Linked DNA regions of Anser cygnoides: region 2 is linked to region 1. Evidence: chromatin contacts called from public Hi-C data. All regions are on one chromosome and are shown on one strand. The core of a region is the stretch at or near the end of the contact, and the rest is flanking DNA. Distances in the headings are between cores, read along the strand shown.

Region 1 (5,598 bases), core at 1,527-4,026:
CCCCCCCACCACTTCAATGTAAGATTAGGGAAGTGCAAAGAAAAGAAGCCTTAATACTACCTACTTCTTTATTTAAATGAGAAGAGAAGTAGGTACTGTTGCTCCTGTTAAGAGAGAAGGAGCTGGAAAGATAAGGGAGTTCTACTCTGTATGGAAAGCAACAATGGGAAGCTCCAAAACTCTGCAAGAAATAAAGGTGACAAATTACTGGTGAAAGAAGCTGACTAAAACCCTGAAATGTTTATGGGTAAACACTAAGGGTAGGCCTATGGAATCTAAGAGTGAGTAATATTTGCGAAAGCATTATAGCAATATTTTTTCTTTAATCAAACTGCTGAGATCACCTCATAGAGGAAAATAAACTGAGCTAGCCAATTAAAAAAATACTCTAATGAAGAAGATACACAATTATAATTATTTCTTCAGATGAAGTTGATATATCTTTAAGATTTAATGCTAGCTTAAGAATATTAAAGCAGGTATGGTTCAACTCAAAAAAAAATTAAAGCACCCTTTTCTGGGAATCCACAACACTTACCTTATTTTTTTCATGACTATGAAAACATACATATGTGTATATATACACACAAGCACATTTTAATACAAATTTGTTTCCATACATGTAGTATCCAAGGAATTAGGAAACTACTTACTACCAAAATTTGAAAAGATAAGTAAATTATAAATGCAGTAACACAGCAGAAATACAAGCGCAATAAAATACAAAATGAAAAAAAAAAAAGTTACATCAAAATACTTAATCTCCTTTCACTATCTACACACATTTTCTCCATAACGTTTACCTTCCAAGGAAGTCATCTTTGTCTGGATCTTCATCAAAGAGCTCAATCTCTAGCTCCTGTCCTGGATGTTCATATACTAAGGCCTGGAAGTACAGTAAGACAGCATTGTCAATGGTAAAACTAACTGGCTTTGTCAAATGGCACAGTAACAATAAAACAGTGAAACAGCAGTGTCTTTGTGTATTAACACATATCAACAGGCAAAAGCTTTAAAAATATGTGATTTTATGAGTTGAGCAAGCATGATCTTTCAAGGTCCCTTCCAACCCCTTCAATTCTGTGGTTCTGTGATTAGAGCTTTTCAGATTTTTTTTTCTGTTCATGTTGGTATTAAGAGACTAGAGTGCTTTTCAGAATTACTGTTGCTAAGTCTAGACAAAGTATATATACATCAATGGAGAATAGCTGTTTGTTACAGAACTTTGGACTTCTGGAGGGAAACATCAAAAAGTTCCTCAAGAAAATCTCCAGAGTATTTTCTTTAGTAAAAGAAATTTTAGAAGACCACATTACAAAATGCAAAACACATTTTTATTGGTTATACCTCATAAACTTCATTCCATTTTGGATTGAGATTTTCTTTGATGACCTTGCTTTGGAAAATCTGGTTGCCTACACGGATGATTCCATAAGGATCTGACTTTCCTTTGACGATCCCTTTTAGGTAAGTATCTTTACCCTCCAGGTCCTGAGCTTCAATAAAGTGTATCCTTAGAACACCCTGAAAAAAAGAAAGGATGAGTTTATATAGCAATCTCAAAGTCTCCATGCCATCACAGTTCATGCAATATATTCTTTATAATTTCCACTGCAGTTTCCTTAACATGAAACTTGGTTTGGACACCCTGTGGATCAAGAGATATCACAGCACACCTAAGACTCAGAAAGATTCTTAAAGAAAAAAGAAATTATCATCAGTAATCAGAAACATACCAGTTATATCAAGAAATGCCATGCTACTGGAACAGAGTAGCACTAAGTAGTAACAACTTTCAAGTAAAGAATATTTTGCTGTAATAATATAAAACATGTTACATAATTTTACAGTATTACAATACAATTACAAGTTACAATAATTTTTAATCCACACAGTTGTACTATGCTTTATAGGTAGTATGTGGAAGATTATAACAAAACAAAAAAAAGTCCTTCTCAGTGTTATTATCAAACTCCATAAAATTATTTATAAATGGGGTCATTTAAAGTGAACAGATTCATCATAACCTATACTATTGCAATAACTATATTTAGAAATTCATACATATGTACACAACAACATCATTAAATGCCAAATTATTACTATTAACAGAAATATACTTACTTTTGGTATAGGAAATCGCAACTGAGCAATCTGCACTTCACTGACAAGGGGAACAGTAATTCTATTTGGAAGGACCAGGTAGTTGGATATTATATCCAATATTATTGTATCTGATAAGCCACTGTTAGAGAAAACAATACTCAGTTACTTCTTGGGAATTAAACATGCTATGTCACACAGACTGAGGCAGCTCAAGAGTGAAACTTTATAGAAAATCATATCAACACTTGAGATCCGTTTTTTTAACATAAAATATACACTGAAATAAGTTTAAGTATTAATGCAGTTTTTCCAGCCACATCTGGAAACTAAGTAAGAGCATTTATTGCCACTTTTAGAATAAGATAAACATGTCTTGAGGGAAATCAGTGTAGAACAGAAAACAAATCTCTACATCCTTATAGGATAGCAGTCTGTTAACAGCTACCATTTACATCTTTTGCTGCTTAACAACCTAAATGGACAATCATTTGGATGGACAATCAAATGGACACCCCTTTTTGAGGGGTGCAAAAGCCGAATCTGTTCTTTAAAAACTTTTTTTTTTTTTTTAAAAAAAATAAAGGATTCTAGCCAAAATGGCCACCAGGTGGAAGCAGCTGATATGTGAATAACACAAACCAAGGACAGGAATATGAAAGTTCTCCAAAGTTCCCCCTCGCCTTTTCAAAACCACCCAGGGTAAAGGGCTATTGCATAAGTCTTCTTGCCTGCATTGCATATAACCAAGCAGATGTTAACTGTTAACCTACTTTTATATTGCAGTAATGACTTAACTGTCCCTGCAAGTTTGGCTAACTGCTGTTGTATTGTTATGAAGCAAGTTGTACTCTTGAGCTAGAAGGACTGTCATTTAAACAGAAACACAAATAAAGCATGCTCTGTGGAAGAGTAAAATATAGCCTAGGGAAGTAAAACAGGTTTTGTGCTGGTAAAAAGGGAGTGGCGGTACAAACACACGGGTAATGAATCACTAAATAACCCAACCTCCTAACGCAGAAAACATTTCCTAAGCTAAGGGTTCACCCGGTTTGGGTCTGAACTGAGAACAGATCAGTATGCTGTCAGAAAAGCACCCCTGGTTAGCTGCACTGCCTACACTGGCAGAAGACAATACGGTGGAACAAACCAGTGAAGATGAGGATCCAGGGAGAGGTTAACAGTATCTAAAAATGCTTAGAGAGAAAATGATGAAAAATACTTGAGGTATTTTGAACTGCAGGTGTGCTCCTGCTAAAGCTGGTGAAGATGTTCCAGGGATAAATGGTTTCTCCACCTAAGTACACTTCCTTTAAGATTCTCCTTTTACAGTCTTTATGAAATTAAGATGCAGATAATATGTTTGATTACTGCATGCATTTTTTCAGATTAAGCACTTGTAAGTAATCACCTTGTGAAGTTTTTCTATAACTGAATCTGCAGTTGAGAGTAGTTCTGACTGAAGCAGCTAGCATATTTATACAGTATATATTATAAATGTATATTATGTTATAAATAATATATGTTACATTTTCATTTTGGGAGAAAATTTACCAGTTAGCAATAAACAAACCTGTTATGGTAGAGATGCGTAACAGAATTAGCACATTAAATACAATCTGGCCCATTTTATATTTCTTTCATGTCAGAGACTTGCAACCTGTAGAGCCTGCCTCCCCTTGGTGGCCCTTCTTCACCACAAACGTACCCATGAGGACGGGCTAGGACAACTAAGGATTACTGCCTGTCAAGCTGCACTTTTCCTTTAAACCATACACAGCAGCCTGGTTTCTAGTTTATAAGGGTAAACACGTAAGGGAGCTGTCTGCATGACACCACTCTCACTAAAATACTTTCCTGAAACTTCTGCAGCAGTGAAACAGTTCAAACTCCTAAGTTAAAATTTATCTGTGTTAGATGGTTGGTCACCAGCTAAACAAAAGTTGAGATGTGCTCCATAAAATTTCTACAAAAGGATGAAAACTAGATTCCTGAGCAATTTTTGCCCGTAATGAGAGGTTTCAGTGTTCAAATAAAACATAGCAAAGTAAAGGCATAATGGTGTGACAACAACTGGAGCCTGTGATTACAGACTGAACTGTAATGGGTGGAGTATTACCAGTTAACCTCAAATACTTACCATCTTAGCTCTGAGTGCTAAACTGTAACAGGACTAAATGTGCTAGGAATATTACTCCAAAAAAAGTACAAAAAAAGTACAGCCAGAAGGGAAGAAAACTTGCTATTGACCTCAAAATGTAACATTACTGCTGACTGTGGAAAAAAAACAATGCTACTGGTACTGGCAGTTGCATCAAGGTCTTTTAGAAGAGACAGTATCTCAATTGGCCAACTCCTACAGACAGTCCCCCTACATTCAATGAATTGGCTATAACAGTACTACTTCATTTATTTGCTTACAAATCTTTAGGTTGCATAAAAAGCTGTTTTGTTTGTTTGTTTGTTTGTTTTTGGGGGGGGGGGGGCAAGAGTTGCCATAAAAATCATTTACAGACTGGTCACTATACCTATTAGATCTGTGGCACCAATTTTCTTAAAAACATCTACTGTAAATCCAGTTAAACTACGACACATGATAGAACATAGCTAGCTTTTTAATGGCATCCAATACAATAGGAACAGAGGGAACTAAAGGTTGCATCAAGATCAACGTACTGGGCTATCCATACGTGTTTATTCTCTGAAAGAAGCGTTAGTGGATGATGTTAATACATTACTCATAGGCAAAGTTTCCTCTCAACTCCTGTGAGTTAATTTGTATCTGTTCTAAATAGGAGTCTTCGTTCCCCTTCCCTTCTTGCAGAGTTTATCCAGTCATATTTACAAAGATTTTCATTCAACAGGAATGCTAAACCCTACAGATATCTAGTTTCAGTACTTCTTAAAATAACAACTACCACAAGATAATCATGTTTTTGAAAATAAATAGCTTCCTTTAGTTATCATTGTAACACATGTCGCTTTTCAAACTTCCTCAATTCAGTTTTGCTAAACGTCTAGTTTTCAACTTTTGAATGCCAAACATTCTCTGACACGAGCCGAGAAGACAGCTCTCATTATTTTGTTAGGGTTGACTCAAAAATTTAAGATAAACATCTCAAACAACCTTAACATCGAGAGAAGACAAAAAAAAGAAAAAGCTGAGGTGATGGTAGCTACACTAGCAACAAGCATACTTTTCAAAATACAAGTCTGATGACAAGTCTCCAACAGATAGCTATCAAACATCAGAAATTTTGTTCCTGCTTTTGTCAGTTTGCCTACCCAATAAGAAGAGAAAGCTCTGCCTTTACATTCAGTAAAGTGCATGCCCGAAGATAGTTTTTTCTATTAATCATTCTACGTGACCCAGGTCAGAGAACAACAGGCAGGCAATGGTACCAAAGCTACCTTGAAAGAAAAGTTATTGTGCTCTTGTAAATAGTTATGATTACATACATTACGAAATAAGCTACAGACATAAATACCTAGCAA
Region 2 (5,598 bases), core at 1,319-3,818, 64 kb after region 1:
AGCATATAGCATAAATATTTTCTACCTGCTTCAAATTATCTAATATGTAGCAGAAAAAGAGTTAGAAGACTCTACCATCAGTATATAGAGCTTCTGTTGTTTGGAACAAACCCATGTATCTCTGATCTCTGGTATAACCCAATCTGCCTTCATTTTCACTGAATGCATAAATAGTAGTCCCATGATAAGATGCTCAAATATTTACTGTTGCTGAAGACATATATACTTTCCACTATAATATGTTCTTCAGTTTTCACCTTGATCATCATCTGGTTTTTGTTTGTTTGTGGTTGTTGTTGTTGTTTTCCCCCTAACAGTACTCTTACAAGTTATGGTTCAAAACTAGAGGCACATAGGTCACTTCAGAGATCCGCATTTTTGCTGTTTCTGTTTATGGGTCTGGAGGAATGACTACCAAAAGCGTTTTGAACACTTTGTGAGAGGTCACTTATGCACCTACACTGATAATAGTATTTGAGTTTTCTTCTCATCTTCAGCAGAAATTGGTGAATTTTATAATTCACCAGAATTCACCAGAAATTCAGAATTCAGCAGAAAAGGGGGGGGGGGGGGGGGGGGGGGGGGAGGGGGAACTGCAAAACCTAGATCTTGGTAAGTCTCTTCCTTCATACAAAACCTATATTTTTTGTTGTTTTTAATGATAATTTTTAAACATGATGTAGGGTTGCCACATTGTTGCTGTGAGAGTACATATTTTTGGTATTTTTTTTTGTTGTAATTCTGTGGTATGTCACTCTACACACAAATGGAGAAAAAAGCAATATTGCATCATAGGATTAGAAGAATATCCAAAGAGAAATAATAGCACGTTACTATAAAGTGTAAAAAGCTGTTATTGTGTATTCATGTTTTTCAGATAGCAGTGCAGGTGAAAAACAAGTGACAAAATACAAAATCGTGTACTACCTAAAATCTTATTAAAATTCTCAGGGCTACCAAAAGCCTAGCTTACAACACACTTTTATTTCCAAGAGAAGGTAAGGCTTCTCTTTATGCTGTATAGTGATAGAAGAAATGCATGTCTTTTTTTTTTCTTTTTTTTTTCATGTGTCCACATGACTCTAACATCCATTTTTAGAAAAAACAGTAGAACTACTGACATTTTTTTTCTTTTTCTTTTTTTCCTCACTAGATTGGTGATAAACTGTCATTTATTTTGATAGATGGTAGAAAAACAACGACATGCACAAATTTTAGCTCTGTTATTCCACAGGTGTTCCTCCAACTTGTGCTCTCATGCAGCAGTTAAGCTTGTTTGATCACTGGCTTTAAGCTTTGCAAAATTCTGTACAATCCCTCTAGTGGTGCCTTCCCACATCTGTGATTTTTCTCGTCATAAAGCTGCTTGACTAGTGTACTCTACTAGGGGGAATAAAAAGCTACTGGCAGCTGAAATGTTTTGGTTTTTTGTTTGTTTTTGGTAACTAATACATATGCACACTCTAAAGAAGTAGATAGTACATCCAGAATTTGAAAAAAAAAAAAAAAAAGATATTTTGTTCTGTCCAGTCTTTGGTATTGCTGTCGCATTTACTGGTTTTAGTAATATGTGCTTACTGTATTGTTATTAAAAACAAGTTGAATTAGAGTACTTAAAGGTAGTTTTTGTCCTTCAGCTTCTGTATGGAGGACATCACATGTGCAGAATATCCTTTACTAAGCAGATGCATAGTTCCATGTATTTATAACACTTCACCACCTTGGCTAAAAAGCTCTTGGAATTAATCCAGGATGGTTTGTACACGCATTTCTACTTTTTCAGGGAAGATGATATAAAAATGCTTATGGATTATTATTGCTCTACCAAAGACAGCTAAATTATTCATATGTTTATAAATAGTTTAGCATTCATAGATGCTTAGTGCAATATAGCTCTTAAAAGCCATAATGTTTTTTCTTTTTAAATATCATTGTTTTTATCCTAATTGCTTTATTTGCTTTAGTGATACATGATAAAGGAAAATAACTCATATTCCAGACAGAGATACAACTTTTACAGCCTTTTTAATTTATGTTACAAAGCAAGGAAACATGGATAGGAGAAATCTGCATCAAGGATGTACGTATTTGTATATATTTGCCAACTGACTATTTAAGGCCGAGAACTCAGGGTTAAATTTTATCTCTGAAGTCTAATGACAACAACTGTTGAACTTCAGGATTGTTTCTCACATGCCTTTCTCAAACGCCTTTTGCCCCCCCCTCGATAATCAGCTTTCTACAAATGTTAATAACAAATACTTCAGTAAACTCATTCCCCCCTTTCATGTAGTTACAATTTTATTTTTTTCCCCAATAAAAAGAAAAAAAAACACAAAAAACAAACTTCAAGCGCCCAGGGGAGTTCTCAGTCAGCCTGTTAAATCGCGCAGCACGTTAGCAGGGTGCAAATATTCGCCGTGCAAGCAGCGCCCGCCTTCCCCGCAGGCCGTCCCTTGCTCCCTGCTGCAGAAAATAGCTCCGATGCTATTTATGAGATTATTATTATTTTACATTTGCAGCTCTTTACACGTGTTGCTGAGGCGCCGCCGTTTCTCCTCACGCCGACGCCGGAGGCAGGGGAGCGCAGCCGCCCGCCATTTCACACCGCCCTCCCCTTCTCTTCCCTTCACGCCGTGCGGCCGCAGCACCGCCCGCTCCGGGGCGGGCTCCCCGCTTTCTCCCCGCCCGGCCCACCGCCGCCGGTCGCTAGGCGAGCCCAGACGCCCTCCCGCCGCCGTTTCGTGCCCTCCCGGTGGCGGCTCCCCGCCGCCCCCGACCATGGAGGGCGATAAGGTGAGGGGCCGGCCAGCGGCGGGCGGGGCTGCGGGAGAGGCGTGAGGGGACCGCGGTGGGGCCGGCCCGCCTCGCCCCCGTGCCCCTCAGGAGGGCCCGCAGCCGGAGGGGAGGAGGCGGGGCCGGCAGCCGGGCTCCTCCGCTGCTGGTCGAGGCCGCTCCTCGCCAGGCTCGGCCCTAGGCGTGAAGGGGCGCAGCCAGCTGGCGGCCCCAGCGCTTCTGCTGCTGCCCTGGGGCTCAAGTCTCACGATTTTGTCACTGCAACGATGAAACCCTCACCCACGTAGCATGAGGAAGCCCTTATTCCTTATATCCCCTAGAGGAATAAGGATTATTCCGCTAGAGGAGTAACTCTTCTCGTTGGTGTGGCTGCATCAGCTGCAGACCTCCCTGCTGAAGGGACGTGGTCGTTGATGAAAACACCCAAAGCTGTTCCTGATTCAGATCATAAATGAAAAGTCTTGGATAGTTGCTACTTCTGTAACGGCTGAGGCTTATTGCTTTAGGGACCCACATAACTTTTGCGTGGTGCTGTTGTGTTATGAAAAGTTCTTAGAGCTCCAAAATAAAGGGACAAAAAACATACTGCAACGTATCAGTGTGCAGTTATGTTACATCTTCACTTGGAAAAGGAATGGTATCATATCACTTTTTTGGAAAAATGATTTTTTTTGCCAAAATTTGTAAAAAAAAATATATATATATATATATATAAATCGTACTATAAGTTTTAGAAAAAATATTTTAGGAAAAACACTTATTATTACTATTTTTTTCAATCTGGATTTTACAATTAATTAGTGAATATAGAGAACAAAGTACTGTGAAAAAAAGTGTGGCAAGGTTTGTGATACTTCATTACATTAGATACACTCTAAAAGCTTTCATTTTGACACTGTTTCCCTACCTGTAGTGCATCACAAACCTCTTTATTGAAAAGAGATGGATGAGTGAATTGTGATGGAATGCTAAACTTTGATCTAATTTTATTCAGGTGTGCTGGCATGTTTTAAGGCTGTCAAAGATCCAGAGGCATTTGTACAGCTACAGTGTTTGAGAAAGCCTCCTTCTATTGTTTCTGTCAAATCAAGGCTCTCATTCATGCTGTTTGAGCTCTCAGATAGGTAACTGATACTGGAAATGAGAGAGAGAAATATTTACATGTAAATAATAAAGTACTTTTCTCTGGCTTTAAGACTGCAGAAATATATCATACTGCTTTTGTTTCTTTTTCTTTAGAATCACAGTTAAAGAGAATCATAAAATTCTTAACAACATTAAGAATAACATTTTAAACAGAATTTAAGATTAAGTTCTGAAAAACTCCAGTCTTTCTAGGTTATGAGTGAAGAGCCCCCTCTTGGTATCTTAAATAATTGTCTGAGGTAGCAAGGATACTTAGTTTGCGGACTTCATAAGGCAACAAACTTGACATTTAGTTTAGGGGACAGATGCTTAAAAGTCAAATTGTTTCACAGAACTTCTTGAGTTCAGTAAATTGTGGCACTTAATATCTTTTGACAGATCTTTTGACCCTGTGTTGTCAGGTGCATGAATTGAGTTAAACTCGAGTGTGGCTTAAATAACTAATCTTAATTTGGATTTAAATGAGTGTATAGGACTTTTAAATTAGTAGACAGGTGAGCAACTTAGATAAATCCTTTTAAAGTTTGTCCTAAACATTTATTTCTGTGTGTACAGCAATTCCTCTGACACTTTTGTACTCATTGATGGAGGGACGGTGCTCTCAAAAGTATTACATTTCATCAAGCTTTAAAAAGGGTCCCTCTCTATTTGTTAGTCTCCTGCAATAGCAGAGAATGAAGTGGGAAATCATCATATATAAAAAGCATCATATTCTGGTGGTGGTGGTGAGATGAAAACTGTTGACCTCAGAAAAGTGGCAGATGTACTTTTTTGGGCACTGGAAAATCAAGTCTAAATGTTGGCTACATTTTTTTTTTGTCTGTTTTAAAATAAATCTCAAACTACATTATCTAATATCTATTGACTATGCTCTTTTTAGGCTATTAGCATCATTAATGTTCTTACTTTGTTTTCTAATATGTACCTAAATTTTCTCTAAAAAAAATTAACAATCATGTATTATATGTTTGGGATTTTATATAGGATACTGTACTACTTGCCATACATAGCTTGATCCTTTCCTTTGAAAAAATATTCTTTGTTAAATGATTTCTTACTGCAAATTCATTACTGCCTTTTGCTGTCTTTTCTGTTCTAGAGAAGAACCAAAGAAGATACTTGGAAATCAGAAGAACTTCAGAAACATCTTAGGGTAATTTTATTTTATTTTTATTATTTTTGATACTAAGTTACCTTACAGAAATCACAGAATCATTAAGGCTGGAAAAGACCTCCAAGACCATCTGGTCTCACCATCACCCTACTACCAATGTCACCCACTAAACCATGCCCCTAAGCACCACGCACAACCTTTCCTTGATCACCCCCAGGGACAGTAGTGCCACCACCTCCCTGGGCAACCCATCCCAGTGCCTGACTGCTCTTTCTGAGAAGAAATGTCTCCTCATTTCCAACCTAAACCTCCCCTGGTGCAACTGTCATTTATTGACAGTCTAAACAGAGAAGATTGACTGCTTGTTCCACTAGACGCTATGCCTTGTCCATCCTCTTTAATATCTTTATTGATGATTTGGATGAGGGAATTGAGTGCACCCTCAGTAAGTTTGCAGATGACACCAAGATGGGGGGAAGTGTCGATCTGCTGGAGGGTAGGCCCCGCAGAGGGACCTGGATGGGTTGGGTTGGTGGGCAGAG

What was found. A called contact is a pair of places that touch in the nucleus more often than the background predicts.
Region 2: a contact with region 1 is called in a Hi-C map of liver, with 2.7 times the contacts expected there. The contact joins the promoter of DYNC2I1 here to the enhancer-like site in region 1. A contact is called at or near these places in 4 of 7 Hi-C or Micro-C datasets (granulosa cells and liver).

The regions. Positions count from the first base shown.
Region 1 is chr2:10,733,820-10,739,417 of Taihu_goose_T2T_genome, forward strand. It overlaps ESYT2 (extended synaptotagmin 2), which reads right to left. Exons shown (of 23, transcript XM_066991453.1): 8 at 2,125-2,245; 9 at 1,348-1,524; 10 at 804-886. Among named protein-coding and RNA genes, the nearest start is that of NCAPG2, 38 kb to the left of the region's middle. Within about 2 kb of position 2,777, at least 2 of the 3 cell types and tissues checked have open chromatin away from gene starts, as enhancers often do.
Region 2 is chr2:10,798,038-10,803,635 of Taihu_goose_T2T_genome, forward strand. DYNC2I1 (dynein 2 intermediate chain 1) reads left to right here and starts at 2,569. Exons shown (of 24, transcript XM_048050547.2): 1 at 2,569-2,796; 2 at 5,042-5,095. The coding sequence starts at 2,782.